2 separate regions of the Mus musculus genome follow, and region 2 is linked to region 1. The links are chromatin contacts, called in public Micro-C maps. All regions are on one chromosome and are shown on one strand. Each heading gives the region's core, a stretch centred on a gene start, on an enhancer-like site or on the middle of the called end of the contact. The rest is flanking DNA. Distances are from core to core; before and after follow the strand shown. Region 1 has its middle 37 kb from the start of Gm40876. Region 2 overlaps Mylk4 (myosin light chain kinase family, member 4).

Region 1 (6,906 bases), core at 2,276-4,775:
AGACCTGCATTGTTCTATCCTCATGCTCTTAATTTCTTGGTTAAAAGCTTGTAACATGAAGATGCCTTTTGTTTTGTGAAGTGAATATTTAAGTCACCATGACATCTTGCTGCCCTGTAGGCTATTCTGTTGTTTGTTTGTTTGTTTCTGAAAACCACTCCCAAATGTGTAGGTGGAGCTGAGAGTTATATTAAATTCTAACACTGAAGTGAAGGATCCAGTTAAACCAAAGTCAATAAAAAGGGACAGCCAAGGTCTGACCATAAAACCTTTCACCCAATTGGCATATGCAGATGAACACTGGACTAAAAAAGGCAGTGTTAGCATGGGGGATGCTAGGACTCTCACACACAGGCCAGCAGAGTGAACAAATGGAGTTCCTGTGCACCTCTTCCAGGCTGTATTCTGAGAATTCTTAACATAAATAACTTTGAGAAGGTTACTGAAGTAGCTTTATCATCTGTATTAGTGTATCAGCTGGGGTTCTCTAAAGAAACAGAACTGATTGAATGAACAAACACACATACACGATTTATTAGAGCACTGGTTTCTCAGCCTCCCTAATTCTGCAACCCTTGAAAACAGTTCCTCCTGTTGTAGTGACCCCCAACCATAAAATTATTTCATTGCTATTTCATAACTCTAATTTTGCTGCTGTTATGAATCATAATGGAAATATCTGATATATAGGATACCTGATATCCAAGGGGGTTATGACCCACAGGTTGAGAACCACTGAATCAGCGTGTCTTACAAACTATAGCCCTGGTAGTCTAATAATGGTTGTTGCCAAACAGGAAAGCCAAGAATCCAGTAGTTGACCAGTCCAAGAGATTGCATGGCTCAGCAATCCCAGTTTGGGGGTAGATTCTCTGGGGATTCCTAGAGAGCTACTGATTGGAACCTTGAAAGAATAAGTTCTAATCCCAGCAAAGGAATGTCCCAGCAATGTCAGAGATGAATTTGCCAGTGCTAGTGAGGGACAGCAGGCAAGAAGCAAAAGCTTCCTTCTTGCAAGTCCTTTTATATGGGCTTCCACAAGCAGGTATGGCCCAGATTTTAGATGGGTCTCCCTGCCTCAAATAATCCAACCAAGAAAATCCCACAGACCATGCTGAGATGCTTGCCTTCTAAGTCTATCTAGTAGTCACGTTGAAAACCAAGATTAAAAACTACTCCTACTACAGAGATTGACTGGAGAAATTTAATAAAATTGCATGTTTATTGTTTATTTGTTTTTATTCATCATAATCATTGCCAATGTGTAATGAGTCCGATAATTTCTGCAGAAGCGCATTCAACACAGATCGCTTATATCTCCTCTTCTTCCCTGTATCACGGTAGCAGCCAGCCTCAAGGGCTGACAAAGATTTATGGTTTAGAAAACTGTTAGTTGGTTTGCATGTATCTATAAAAATCCACTAGAATTCAGGAAGGCCCTGACAGAGTCCTTTGTCATGACTCTGCCCATCTTTAATCACCTCGACAAGTTCACTAGCTTCTCTTAACCATGCCTTCTCCAAGTCTAACATAGAGTAGGTGCAATATACATTGCAAAAATAGTGGACAATGTTGCTTAGATACCTCATTTCATACGACCATCCAGAAAAGTGTTAAGGGAATCGGTTGGTGCAGACCTGTTAAGAACAATATCTTCTCCATAAGAACATTACGCAGGGACAGCTGTAGTATCAGATTATTAAGATCAGTAGTGGAAAAAATAGATCTGAGGTCCAGCTTGAGAAGTGCTACCTAAATTGATCTATTTTAATACAGAGTAACAACCTTGAAAAGACCCATAGTAACTATGATGGTTAGAATAGGTATGGCCCCATAGACTCCTGTATTTGAATGCTTGGCCCATATGGAGTGGCACTATTAGGAGGTGTGGCCTTGTTGGAGTAGGTGTGACTGTGTTGGAGGAAGTATGTCACTGTGGGGGTGAGCTTTAAGGTCTCCTCTGCTCAAGCTCTGCACAGTGTGGCACATGGATTCCTTCTGTTGCCTGTGGATCAAGATATAGAACTCTTACCTCCTTCCCCAGCACCATGTCTGCCCGCATACTGCCATGCTTCCTGCCATGGTGATAATGGACTAAACCTCTGAAACTGTAAGCCACTCTCAATTAAATATTTTCCTTTATAAAAGTTGCCTATGGTCATATTGTCTCTTCACAGCAATGAAACACAAAACAAGACAGTAACTTACCTGTTTAGTAGTTGTTTTATGGTTTAGACGTGAAATGTTACCCGCAGGCTCCTGTGTTTGAGTACTTCATGATTAGTTAGTTGATGGTGCTGGTTTTGGGACATTGCAGACCCTTTTGCTTCTGGGCCTGTGTGGCATAAATACATCTGTTAGGGTTATACTTGGGGGTTGTAAGCCAGCTCTGCCTCTGGCCTAAATTCTTGCTTACTGATTCAAGCTCATGTTCCTACTGTCACAGACAGGCCTTCCCTACCATGGTGAACTGACTGTGTGTCCTTTTAAACCCTGAACCAGAATACATTTCTCCCTTAAGTTGTTTCTTACCAGGTATTTGGCAGAGCAACAACAACAACAACAACAAAAAAAGGGTAACAAATTCAGACCTTCGTTCAGAATTGATGATTTTGTCCTTTTCATTACACCACAGATGTGTAGTAGAACACACATTGTACTTTAGAAACATACGTGCTTATTATGTGTTTGTTAAAAAAGAGAATAGCCAGGTACTTATACTTCCAGCTGCTTATCAGGCTGAGGCAGGGCATTCACTTGAGCTCTGGAGTTTGATAGCAGCCTGGAGTATATAGGATAACACTGTCACAAGACCAAACAAGGGGGTTGGTAGTTAAAGACAGACAGACAGACAGACAGACAGACAGACAGACAGACAGAAACAGACAGACAGAAAGACAGAGAGAATTTCTGGTCTCATTTCCCCAAGACTGAAAGTTATCCATATGTAAATTGTGAAACACAATGAGAAGCTCTCTTGACCAAGCAAAGCCTTCCTGACACCTTGGAAAGCCCTGTGCCAGCATCCGTCTTCTCCATGTGACAGAGTGACCTGGAGGCAGGAGAAGATTCACCTAGTCAGTGCACTCAAAGTACTCAGATCAGTACCAGGCCCAGAGTAAGTGCTCAATAAATATGCATATGGTCACTGGGTTGTTGTTGTTGTTGTTGTTGTTGTTGTTGTTGTTGCTAATTGCTAAGGTTAACCATTTGAGGCTTCTTTGAAACACTGACTAGGGTATGTGTTCAGAACAACTCTTCTTGGTGGCAAATATTTTTTGAATTAACAAATGAACTGGCTGCCCCTGGGGCATGCTATTTTTACTGTTTTTAAAAATGGCCTTGCACACTGTTCTGTGGGTGGGTGGGCAGCTGTTTACAATTACAGCCATACATGTGGTCTTCAGGTACGCCAAGGTTGGGGAGTCTGGCTTCAAGCAGTTCACTGCTGCATCCTGCTACAGGCCAAACCACACCAAATGGAAATGTACTAAAAGAGATGGGCAGAGTGAAGGGCTCTCTGAAAAACAGAAAAGTGAGTCATGCTCATAAAATACTGTTGCCATGGAAACTCTTTACACACACTGGCCCTTGGGGTGGGGAAAGATTTCCGTGAACTAGTTTTTGGCCTTTGTCAAAAAGGTCGGTATTCTCACAATGGCTTCTCACTTCTTTACTGGTTGGACCAGAAGACTATTTGGTGGTGAAAGACCTTCTCCATTCAGAGGTTGCATGAAGAAACCCTCCTTGTTTGACAGTTGTAAACTCTAAAGCCTGTGTCTAGCAGTCCGGTGGCCAGCAGCTATTGCTGAATGTAAGGGGTGGTTTAGATTTCCATTTTCTTTATTTTAGGATCATGAGGCATATGAATTACACAAAAGATTTCAGGCATTCTTCTTGTCAGTGCAAAGGTCTCCAGGGCCTGAAACCTGGCTGTCCCCGTGTGTGTGTGTGTATGTGTGTGTGTGTGTGTGTGTGTGTGTGTGTGTGTTGTATGTATGGATTGGGTATTTGGGGTATTATATTGTGGCTTGTGATGCATGTGGCTGGATGTGTGTGCTGAGGGATAGGAGTGTTGGGTATATGTGGCATGACATGTATGTATATTGGTTGTATATGAGTTGAGTTTATCTGTTTTCAGAGTGTATTGCTTGGCTTATAGTGAGAATGAAGAGCTGTGTGTGTGTGTGTGTGTGTGTGTGTGTGTGTGTGTGTGTCCAAGATCCTAGCTAGATAGGAAGGATTGCTATCCCCAACCAGCAAATCCTTCTATTTCCTTCTACAATCACTGTCTGAGTCAAAATGTTACACTTATACACACCTAAGAGAAGGCCAGCCACCCAGCTAATGGCCCATATCTGAAGGACAATAATGTACATATGTCAACTGGATGTTGCCAACTATGGTGCCTGAGCTTTCCATGACTGTGACTGTAACATTCATGTTTCTACTACTTCTTTCCATCTTGTTCATGTTCATCACCTAAGGACCCAGGAGAAAATGTTCAGAAAAGGAGGCGAGTGTTAGGGTTTGGATCTGCAATGTCCTCTCTGAGCTTCTGTTCATCTTTTTCTAGAAAGAGGTGTTGTTTTGGGAGAGTGGGGCCTTTTGGAAGCTGGGCTTATGTGTGAGACTTTAAAAGTTTATAACTTAGCCAGACTCCAGCCGCTCTCTTTCCCCCATAATGTGAATAGATGCAGTTCCATGCTCCCATGCCTGCTGTTCCCAAACCCTGAACTCCACTATGTTCTCCCCACCATGATGGGCTGAATACGCTGACGTCAAACCTCCCTACCTGACGTCTTTCCTGACAGGTACTTTTGTCGCCATGATGTAAGGGGAACCCCTCAAGGAAAGGAGGGATATCAGGTAGAAAGGGAAGCAGCGATGAGGCAGGAGACAGGGGCGAGGAGAGGGCTAAGCAGGCATTTCTTGGCTGCCATTATGCATCTGGCACGTGCTGCCAAGGACCCACACCCTCCACCCTCCCGGAAACAGAGAACAATTGCCCGAGTGTACCTCAGGATACGTGAATGAACGGTTCCAGAACTGTCACCGCCCCCTCACTCACACGTTCTCACCTGTGACATGCTGGCTGGCTCAGGTTTTCAAGTTCAAAGCCAGCTTTGTATACCTATTCCCTCGTGGGGCGTGTTGAATGTTCCCCACATGCACACTTCTGCATAATTGTTGCATGTTCTTAGGCTTAATGAGAATAACATGATATTCATGGAAGGAAGCGCCAGGTGTTCTGGAACAGTGGTCTCTCAGATACGCATGTGGAGGAGGCAGAAACACAATCACCAGATGCAGTCCTCCAGACCTGCACCCAAACCTTCCTCTAACCTATTTAACCCCCCCCCATAACCTATTTTCCTTGGGATGAGCCAAATCAAGTGATTATTATTGCCAAACAGCCCGATGGTGTAAATAACAGTAGCAGGCAACTGGGAGACTTTAGCAGTTCAGCTGCTTTTCCCATAAAAAGCCGCACTAAATAAACTTCTAACCTGTGTTCCATTTGTCTAAGGGTTGTGAACTTGTTCAAAAGACTCATTCACAAATTGCTTCAAGTACCAGGATCTTAGTGATTGTCTGCTGCAAACACCTCAGGCCCCAGTTCATGAAGTGACCTGTCTGGGGCCTCGTGTGTTACTGAGAACTGACTTGAAACAGAATTGTGTCTTCTGCACCCAGCTTCCCCAGAACCTATCCAGAATGAGAATACCGAGGGGCTAAATGCCAGCTGGCTCAGGATTGTCTTTTTGTAGGAAGGCGTTTAACACTGACTAATGAGCGAATTCGAAGTGGACCCGTTTGCAAACACCTACTCCCAACACATCCTTGTGCCAATTCTGGGAAAGAGGCTTCTTGGTTTGTCTTGAGCAAAGATGCCCAAGGCTGCTAACCAATGTTTGCCCAAGAGGGACTTATTCATAATGCATTGCCTTGAAAATAAACCCTCTTCAGAATAGCATACTCTTTTCCACGTCTATCTGAGGCCATCCGCGTCTAACTGGGATTGACGCATAAAAGAGAGGAAGCATCATTAGGGGACATTCTGGAATCTGACGTTAGGTGGTTTGAAACTCCTGTGGAATCCATGTGTATGAGTTTGCTTTGCCCAGAAATGAGAGCAAAGGCTCCTTCTTTGGGGGTAAGGTGAAATAGGCCAATCTATCACACACTTTCAGCCAAAGAATGTTTGGTTGCTGCCGACTGCCTTGTCTACTCTGTTACTTTTTGAGATTGTGTGGGAACAAACTGGATGGGAAAATGACTTCTTCCTATCCTCACCGAAAAGGTGTCATAGAATTGAGTGTCACTGTACCACAAGCAAGGACAATGGAGAGATGATAATCCAGACAATTCAACCTGAACCCAAGGCTGAAATGAAGTTTGCAGGTCACTCACATGTTTATGGCCAAAATATCTGTAGTCTTTCCTTTTTTTCTCATCACCAGAGGTTTTGGTAATGTGCTTGAACACTGGACCTTGCCTGGAAATCCCTCCCACCCTCATGCTAACAGTCACAACTCAGATTCAATGAGCAACTTGAAACAGGAATTATTCTGGCTGACATTCTGAGGGGCACAGTTAGTCGTGGCCGGGAAGCCACAGAGGCAGAGGCGTGGGGCTCTTGCTCTCGTCTTCGTGGATCAAGAAGCAGAGAGAGTACTGGTTCTCTGGCAGCTTTCTCCTTTCCCTCTTCCATCCTATCTGGGCCTCCAGCCCATTGGATAATGCCACCCACAGACAGGGCGTGTCTCTCCTGCTCTGTAAATCCCTTCTAAAAACACCCTCCTAGACACAGTCAAGGGTGTGTCTAACTATTTTCTAGGTGATTTTCAGTCAAATTAACAATGAAAGTTAACCATCACACTTTCTGAATATGGTCCCTTTCTG
Region 2 (6,906 bases), core at 2,377-4,876, 290 kb before region 1:
TTTCCATTCAGCCAGCAAAAATTCAACTCTGCACTTAAAATGCCACTGAAATAAAGACTAAAACATTTTACAAGAGTCATATACAATATCAAATATTTCAGTGACATAAGGAAATAATTCATGTTTCTCCCCTTTCCTCTATGCTTTAATTAAAATATGAATTATACAGGGTCATTTTCCAAAAAGATGGCTCAATTAATTTCTCATGGTCAAATGAAAAATGGTCCCGGGCTTGGAAGCATACAAGAAAAAAAAAGTTGAGTTGCTGGAGATCAGACCAAGAATCTCGTCCATGCTAAGAGAGTATTTCATTGAACATCAGCTCCAGCCCCAGAAATATGACTGCCTTGGAACTTCAGATTTCTCGCTGTTTTGCATTGTCTAAATGTGACCCCAAAGAGTTTGTGAATGACATTTCTTTTCAAAGACACCAGATAACATATTCTTGAGTTAAAGTCCATTCATACCAGAAGTGGAAATTTATATCTAGTGTCATTAGGAATAAGACAGGTGACTGATTTGTATTTCAGTTTTACATGAGCAGATTTTTACTCTTAGACATGTTACTTGGTGCAGAAAGGAGGGGTAGACTTCTTGATGGACAGCCCCTCTCTTGTCATCTTACAGATGACATCCCTGCTCCTGCCGCTCCATTTGATCATCGGATGGTAATGGCCAAACATGCTTCAGTGGACAATCTGTACACCGTGAGCAAATCTGAGATCCTAGGAGGGTGAGTGAAGCTCTGCTTGAACAGCCACCCCTCAGTAAAATCAGGGAGCCTTCCCGAGGCCGAGCCCAAGATGAAGAAATGTTTGCTGGTCTTGACTTGAGAACTGAAAACACTAAGAACAAACATTTCAAGAGGTTTTAACCATTTTTGAAAAATATCACCAGTCCCATAAGGTTGGCATATACTTCTGGTTTAACATTGGCTTTATTTGCCATGTCATAAAGTCTGAGAGTAGGAAAAACCCAGTGTGACTCGCCAAAAGGTCCAGGAACTGTCTAAAGCCAGGGTTAGCACCTAGGAGGTGAAATGCATCAGATCCATGCCTTTGCAGTGCCATGGAGTTCATATTTCTGCTGGTTTTTCATTCCTGTTGTTTTAGCTTTTGTTTTAGCACCAAGTACAGGATACTAGTTAGTAGTAGACATGTTGGTAGTAAAGTGTTCATTATGCAGTAGCTTATCTTTTACTTAGAGGAGACATTGAAACAGGCCAAATACCACCGGATTCTCAACAGTTTTCTTTGGTTCATCTTCTTTTCTTGGGTGTTAGGATACTTATATGTCAATGTTGTCATTTGGGTTAAAAAAGAATCTCAACCAATGTGTATAAGAGACTATAGGCTACTCCATGGCATTATTAGATGATGGCAGCACCTTTAGGAAGTGAGGTGTATCTGAATGAAATTAGGCAACCAGTCCTGGAAGGGAGAAGTGGAAACGACTCTCATCCTTTTCTACCCTTTGCTTCCTTGCTGCCATGAAGTGTGCAGCTCTTCTGCTGCTATGATGTGCCATGCTACTGCAGGCCCAAAGCACCAGGGCTGGGTGGGCATAGGCTGAACCCTCTGAACCCAGGAGTCAAAACAAACCTTCCTTCCCTTAGGAAACCTTCCTTCCCTTAGGCTAACTTGTGTATACCTCAAGTCTGTGTTCAGCTAGCATGAGTCTGGTGTTCCAGCATGGACCTTATGTGGTGGTCTCAGTATCAAGGTCCTTCTAGAATAAGTCATGTGAGAGCCTTAGCATGGAGAGATAACTGGAGTCAGACAGTGAAGGAACATCACTGCTGACCAGGCACTTCTAGGATTAGTGCTAATGAAAAAAAAAGACATTCTCTTATTTATGATTACATGGGAAGTACATGTGCCTGTATTCACATGTGCCAGCACAGAGGGCCACTATAGTGAGTGTTGGAATCTAAGCAGTCACTTATGTGCACTCATAGTAGTACAGAGTAATTTTGGGTGCTACTATTCCTGTACATGTCAAGCATGATCACACTCATCTCGGCAGGTGACAGAAATATGCTTTTTTTTCTGGTTCTCTATGTTGTTATGAAAGATTCCCTTTCCCTTTCTGCCATGAAAGCCACTGTGCGCAGAGCAGAGACCTATGTCCTACCTTGCTTTATTAAATAAGCATTAAGGGAAGCAAGCCAAGTTTCCCTTGTGTATGTACTTCTGAATACAGTTACATAAGTGAGATGCTATAGTAATCTGTTTTCTATTATAATGAAATGCTGGGTACTTTGTGATGACACAAAGATAAGTTAGTCAGTCTACAATTCTGAAGAATTAGTAGTGTGTTACCAGCATCACTTGGCTATGGTGAAGAGCCCTTTTGCTGCATCACATCATAGTAGATGAGAGAAAGAGAGAGAGAGAGAGAGAGAGAGAGAGAGAGAGAGAGAGAGAGAGAGAGAGAGAGAGAGAGAGAAGAGAGAGAAGAGAGAGAGAGAGAACGAATCATATAGAACAGGAAGCCATAGAACAATTGGAGTTTGCTTTGTAATTACTCTTTCTTGACAACTAACTAGGGCACAATAAGAACTATATCAGTTCACTCCCCAAAGCTCTAGTGACACAATTACTTACCAATAGGTCCTAGCTCTTAAAGACTCAATGCAACTATCAGCACCTCTGCTCTGAGGACTCAGTTTCTACCACTTGAACCGCTGGGAACACAGTTAAACCATGTCCATAGAAGCAGCTATCTTATAAAGTATTAAGTTGATATCTAAGCTAACATAAAAGTCTTCACTGGGGACTCATTGGCTACAATATGTACTTTTGATTTTTATGATTCTATGTGCAAATTGTTATTTTATTTAAATGCAGTTTCTAGAATGATTTTAATCCCTGAATTTTATCCCTGACCCATAAGTTGTATTGTTCATATGCTTACAAATTCCATTTTCTACATTTATATGTATTCAGAAAGTTTTTAATTATCTGTACTAGTAGTTTTCAAATTTTAGTATGCCTAGGAATCAGCTGAATGAACTCTGGGGCTATGCCTTCATGCATGAATAGGACAAATGCAGGGCCCTGGAACAGTATTCTTAATGTTCCATTTATGAGGGGGACGTAGGCAACCCATAGAACTCACCTTGGCCAATGCTATTCTAGATACACTAGATGTACTTGTAGGTTTGCTCACTCACGAGACAAATGCCTAGGCAACTCATACTGTCCCACCTGGCAGGGGCTGATACAGGGCCCTGCAGACTACTGTGTCCAACTAAACTGTCTCTTCTTTGGCAGGGGGCGTTTTGGTCAGGTACATAAGTGTGAAGAGAAAGCAACAGGCCTGAAGCTGGCTGCTAAAATCATTAAGACTAGAGGTGCAAAGGACAAGGTAAGGGCAGTGGGAGTTGAGTCTCTAATTTGGACCAGTCTTCACCACACTAATTGACTGTTCCCTTTTCCTCAGGAGGATGTGAAGAACGAGATCAGCGTCATGAACCAGCTGGACCACGTGAACCTCATTCAGCTCTATGATGCCTTTGAGTCCAAGCATGACATCATCCTTGTCATGGAGTAGTAGGTGTCCTCTCCTACCCATCCACCTTCACACAGCTTCTGCACAGCACTGATGACTCAGCCAGAACCATGGGATCTGAGTTGCCAGAGACATGGGATCTTGCCAGGGTCAGAAAGGAAATTGCTGTTAAGTGCAGTCTTCCATTGTGACTCACTGATGAGACACAGCAGGACAAAATAGATGTGGCCTATATCTAAACTGTGTCACAAACCAAGGCTGGACTTCATCCTGGGCGGTCTAGAGGAAAGTGGTTTGTGAGCTTTGTGTCCCTCAACAGTTATTTCCCTTATTCTCAAGAGCATGTTCTAAAGCCTTTAGTGGATGCCTGAGATTGGGAGTGTTCCTGAGCCTATAAGTACTTAAATAACCATGGTAAATAGTAGCTTATAAGCTAGCAGCTCATCGTAAAATGAATCAACTATGACACTATACGTTGTGTGAATGCAGTCTCTGTTTCAGAATATCTTGTGCTACACTGATCCCAGGTAACAATGAGTAGCTAAACCCCAGCAAAAGGACGCTCTGCATGAGGTGGTTAATCATTCATGAGCGTAAAGCGCATGCCCAGCCCCTGATCCTAGGCTAAGCGGCTTCATTTCAGAACCACTTTTGTAAAGATTCAATCAGCTCAGGTGGGAGGTAGACTGCCTGCCTAGTGTATGTGATGCCCTGGTTTCCATCCAAGTCCTACCGGTGACCACCAGCACACCCACCCCAAGATGCAAGCAGTTCTAATTCTGAACAGACATGAAAACTCAGTTCATTTTTATTTCAGGTTTTAGGTTTATTGGCCATGGTATAGAAGGCATTTGGAACATGTAAGCATCCAGCGTCTGCTACATAAAAGCATTTTGCCATTACACTTAATCTAAGAACTCAAACGGCGAAGGCTGTGTCTCACCTTCTGTTAAAGCTGGAATCCCGCCTCAGAGTCCTTGAGTCCTCTTCATCCCCAGTATCTGCTATGTGATAGACTTGGATTCCCCTAGAGCTGCAGCCACCAGTGACAGGGACTTTGAGACTTTAGTTATGTGACATTGAAGATCATATGTGCAGAAGGTGTACTCAAAGTATCCAACACAAGACTCATGTAACCCATATGGCAAAGAAAGGAAGGAAATAACTGTGCACGTGTGCATGGGCACGCACACACACACATACACACACACACACACACACACACATACACACACACACACACACACACACACACACACATACACACACACACACACACACACACACACACACACACACCTATGAAAGGGCAATAGGAACTTGGGCAGCAATTGAGCACAAGAAAAGCATGTGGAGTTTACAAAGTCAAACCTGAGTTTCACCTCTTCCCTCTGCAGTGTGGAGGGTGGGGAGCTCTTTGACCGCATCATTGATGAAAACTGCAACTTGACAGAGCTGGACACCATCCTGTTCATGAAGCAGATCTGTGAGGGGATACGGTACATGCACCAGATGTACATCCTCCACTTGGATCTCAAGGTAGAACATGGTTTTCACCCTGTGAAATGCAAAGCCTTGTTAGCTCCTCTGTCACACTGTTGGGGGGGACCTGTGAAATATGATGTACCAGCTTTGAAAAGTTGTATTGTTTCTGGTCATGTTTTCAGAAATCAGGAACAACCTGGGTCTCTCTCTCTCTCTCTCTCTCTCTCTCTCTCTCTCTCTCTCTCTCTCTCTTTCCCTCTGAGCTGTCTTGCTTCTTCACCTAGCCTCATCATGACCTTCTGGGCTCAAGCTATCTTCTCAATTCAGCTTCCCCAGATGCTGGGACAGACTCATGTCACACCACTCATTTGGGTTTTTATCTCATTCTCAACTTCTGTCACCACCTTCAGGGGCTGTTATTTGCATGTCTGTCCTTGGAGATTTTCGTTGAGATTCTTATAATTACCTACATTAAATCAACACAGGAGGCCATTTCCCTAAAAGTATAGAATTAAAACCAGCTCTATTCGCACAATATTCCTTACTCCTTACTATCAGAGTCCATGGTGGGAGAATTTTAGTCTTCAATTCCCAAGTTGCATCTGCCCTTTCCAGATCTTAAAAATCCCCAGTAGCCTCTTGGATTCTTCCAGGAAACTCTGGCTTGGGACTTACTTTCCTCTGAGTAGAAGCCATGGAGAATGAAATGCAGGCCTGTAGAAGGTGGGGCTTCAATGCCAAAAGCAGAGAGGGTAGTGTTCACAAGTCAGAAAGCATGAGGGAAGCCAGTCCACTTCCTTCCCACTCTTTATCTCTTTCTCATTATGAAGTCTCCAGAACTGGATTGTAAACAGCTCTAGATAAGCCAACAAGAGACTAAGCCCTAATAACCCTGATCCCGTCTGTTAGAATTACTATCATAAAGTGCATCTTCTTGTGTGGCTTGATCATTTTCTCATTTTCCTGTTTGCACAGCATGACAGTGAGATAAATTTTTATTCCATGCAACATACCGTGTATTGTAAGTCTCCAGGGATGGTACAGCTGAGTAAATCTGGCCCCCTTAAATAGGTTTCCATGGGCCTCTCTTCCGAGAACTTGGCTTCTCTCACTGTCTTGATTTATGTGCCTTGCCTTTCCCATTCACTGTTACACAGGAGGAGGAAGTGGGGGAAGTGGTACATAAAATGACAAAGTCAGAGGTTAAAAATCATTAGCAAAGTCCTTGGCCAGGATGAATATTCTAATGTGCATTTTCAAGGAGCACTTTTGTTCTCTGTGGATATTCTCCAGATATTCCTAAAGGGATTTGATTGGCAACTGGAGCCAGGAGCTGACCTATCATAAGTCAAATGACTCCACCTGTGGCTTTGTAACATTGATTGAAGACTTTCAATGGGCAGTTTTAGTTATGGTTTATATATAAAGATAATAGTAAAGGTGACAGCTGGATGGGTCGCGAAGGACCTGCTCTTTGGAAGGAAAGAGCATGCCATCACCACAGGGAGTTGAGAAGTGACTTAAAAGTAATTTCCTTTGTAATAATATTTTCTGTAAATATTATCTGAACATGGATAATAGACCTTCTTTAGTTTAAGTATCATAGGAATTATCCTTTTGACGTGCCCTCGAAGATGATTTTTCACATGCTACAAAAGCATTTTCAGGATACCATGGTATTATCTTTGAAAATGGGACAGTTTTGACTTGCTCAGCCCATTATTTAAACACATCTTCAACTGCTCTAGGACAGCACCCACTGCAGTGTTAAAGTGGCTTTTACTCTCAGGCATCTGTTTTAGAGGCTTTTTAGGAAAGGGCTTCCAAAGATATTACACACAGCCAAGTGGGTGATTAGATATTGGTATGGCGACACTACATCATTTCACGAAGTGTGTCTGGGTTTCT

The links. Hi-C and Micro-C count contacts between places; a contact is called where the count stands out from the background.
Region 2: a Micro-C map of muscle stem cells shows a contact between it and region 1, with 5 times the contacts expected there. The contact joins two enhancer-like sites. A contact is called at or near these places in 1 of 15 datasets of contacts at CTCF or cohesin (large pre-B cells) and 6 of 484 Hi-C or Micro-C datasets (the AML12 cell line, adipose-derived mesenchymal stem cells, cortical neurons and 3 more).

What each region holds. Positions count from the first base shown.
Region 1 is chr13:32,425,285-32,432,190 of GRCm38.p6, reverse strand. No RefSeq gene overlaps it. Among named protein-coding and RNA genes, the nearest start is that of Gm40876, 37 kb to the left of the region's middle. Within about 2 kb of position 3,525, at least 55 of the 459 cell types and tissues checked have an H3K27ac peak or open chromatin away from gene starts, as enhancers often do. A contact at or near this core is called in adipose-derived mesenchymal stem cells and muscle stem cells, where this site is marked.
Region 2 is chr13:32,718,606-32,725,511 of GRCm38.p6, reverse strand. Mylk4 (myosin light chain kinase family, member 4) reads left to right here. Exons shown (of 15, transcript NM_001368880.1): 6 at 628-733; 7 at 3,276-3,369; 8 at 3,445-3,554; 9 at 4,911-5,052. Among named protein-coding and RNA genes, the nearest start is that of Mylk4, 62 kb to the left of the region's middle. Within about 2 kb of position 3,626, at least 36 of the 459 cell types and tissues checked have an H3K27ac peak or open chromatin away from gene starts, as enhancers often do. A contact at or near this core is called in adipose-derived mesenchymal stem cells and muscle stem cells, where this site is marked.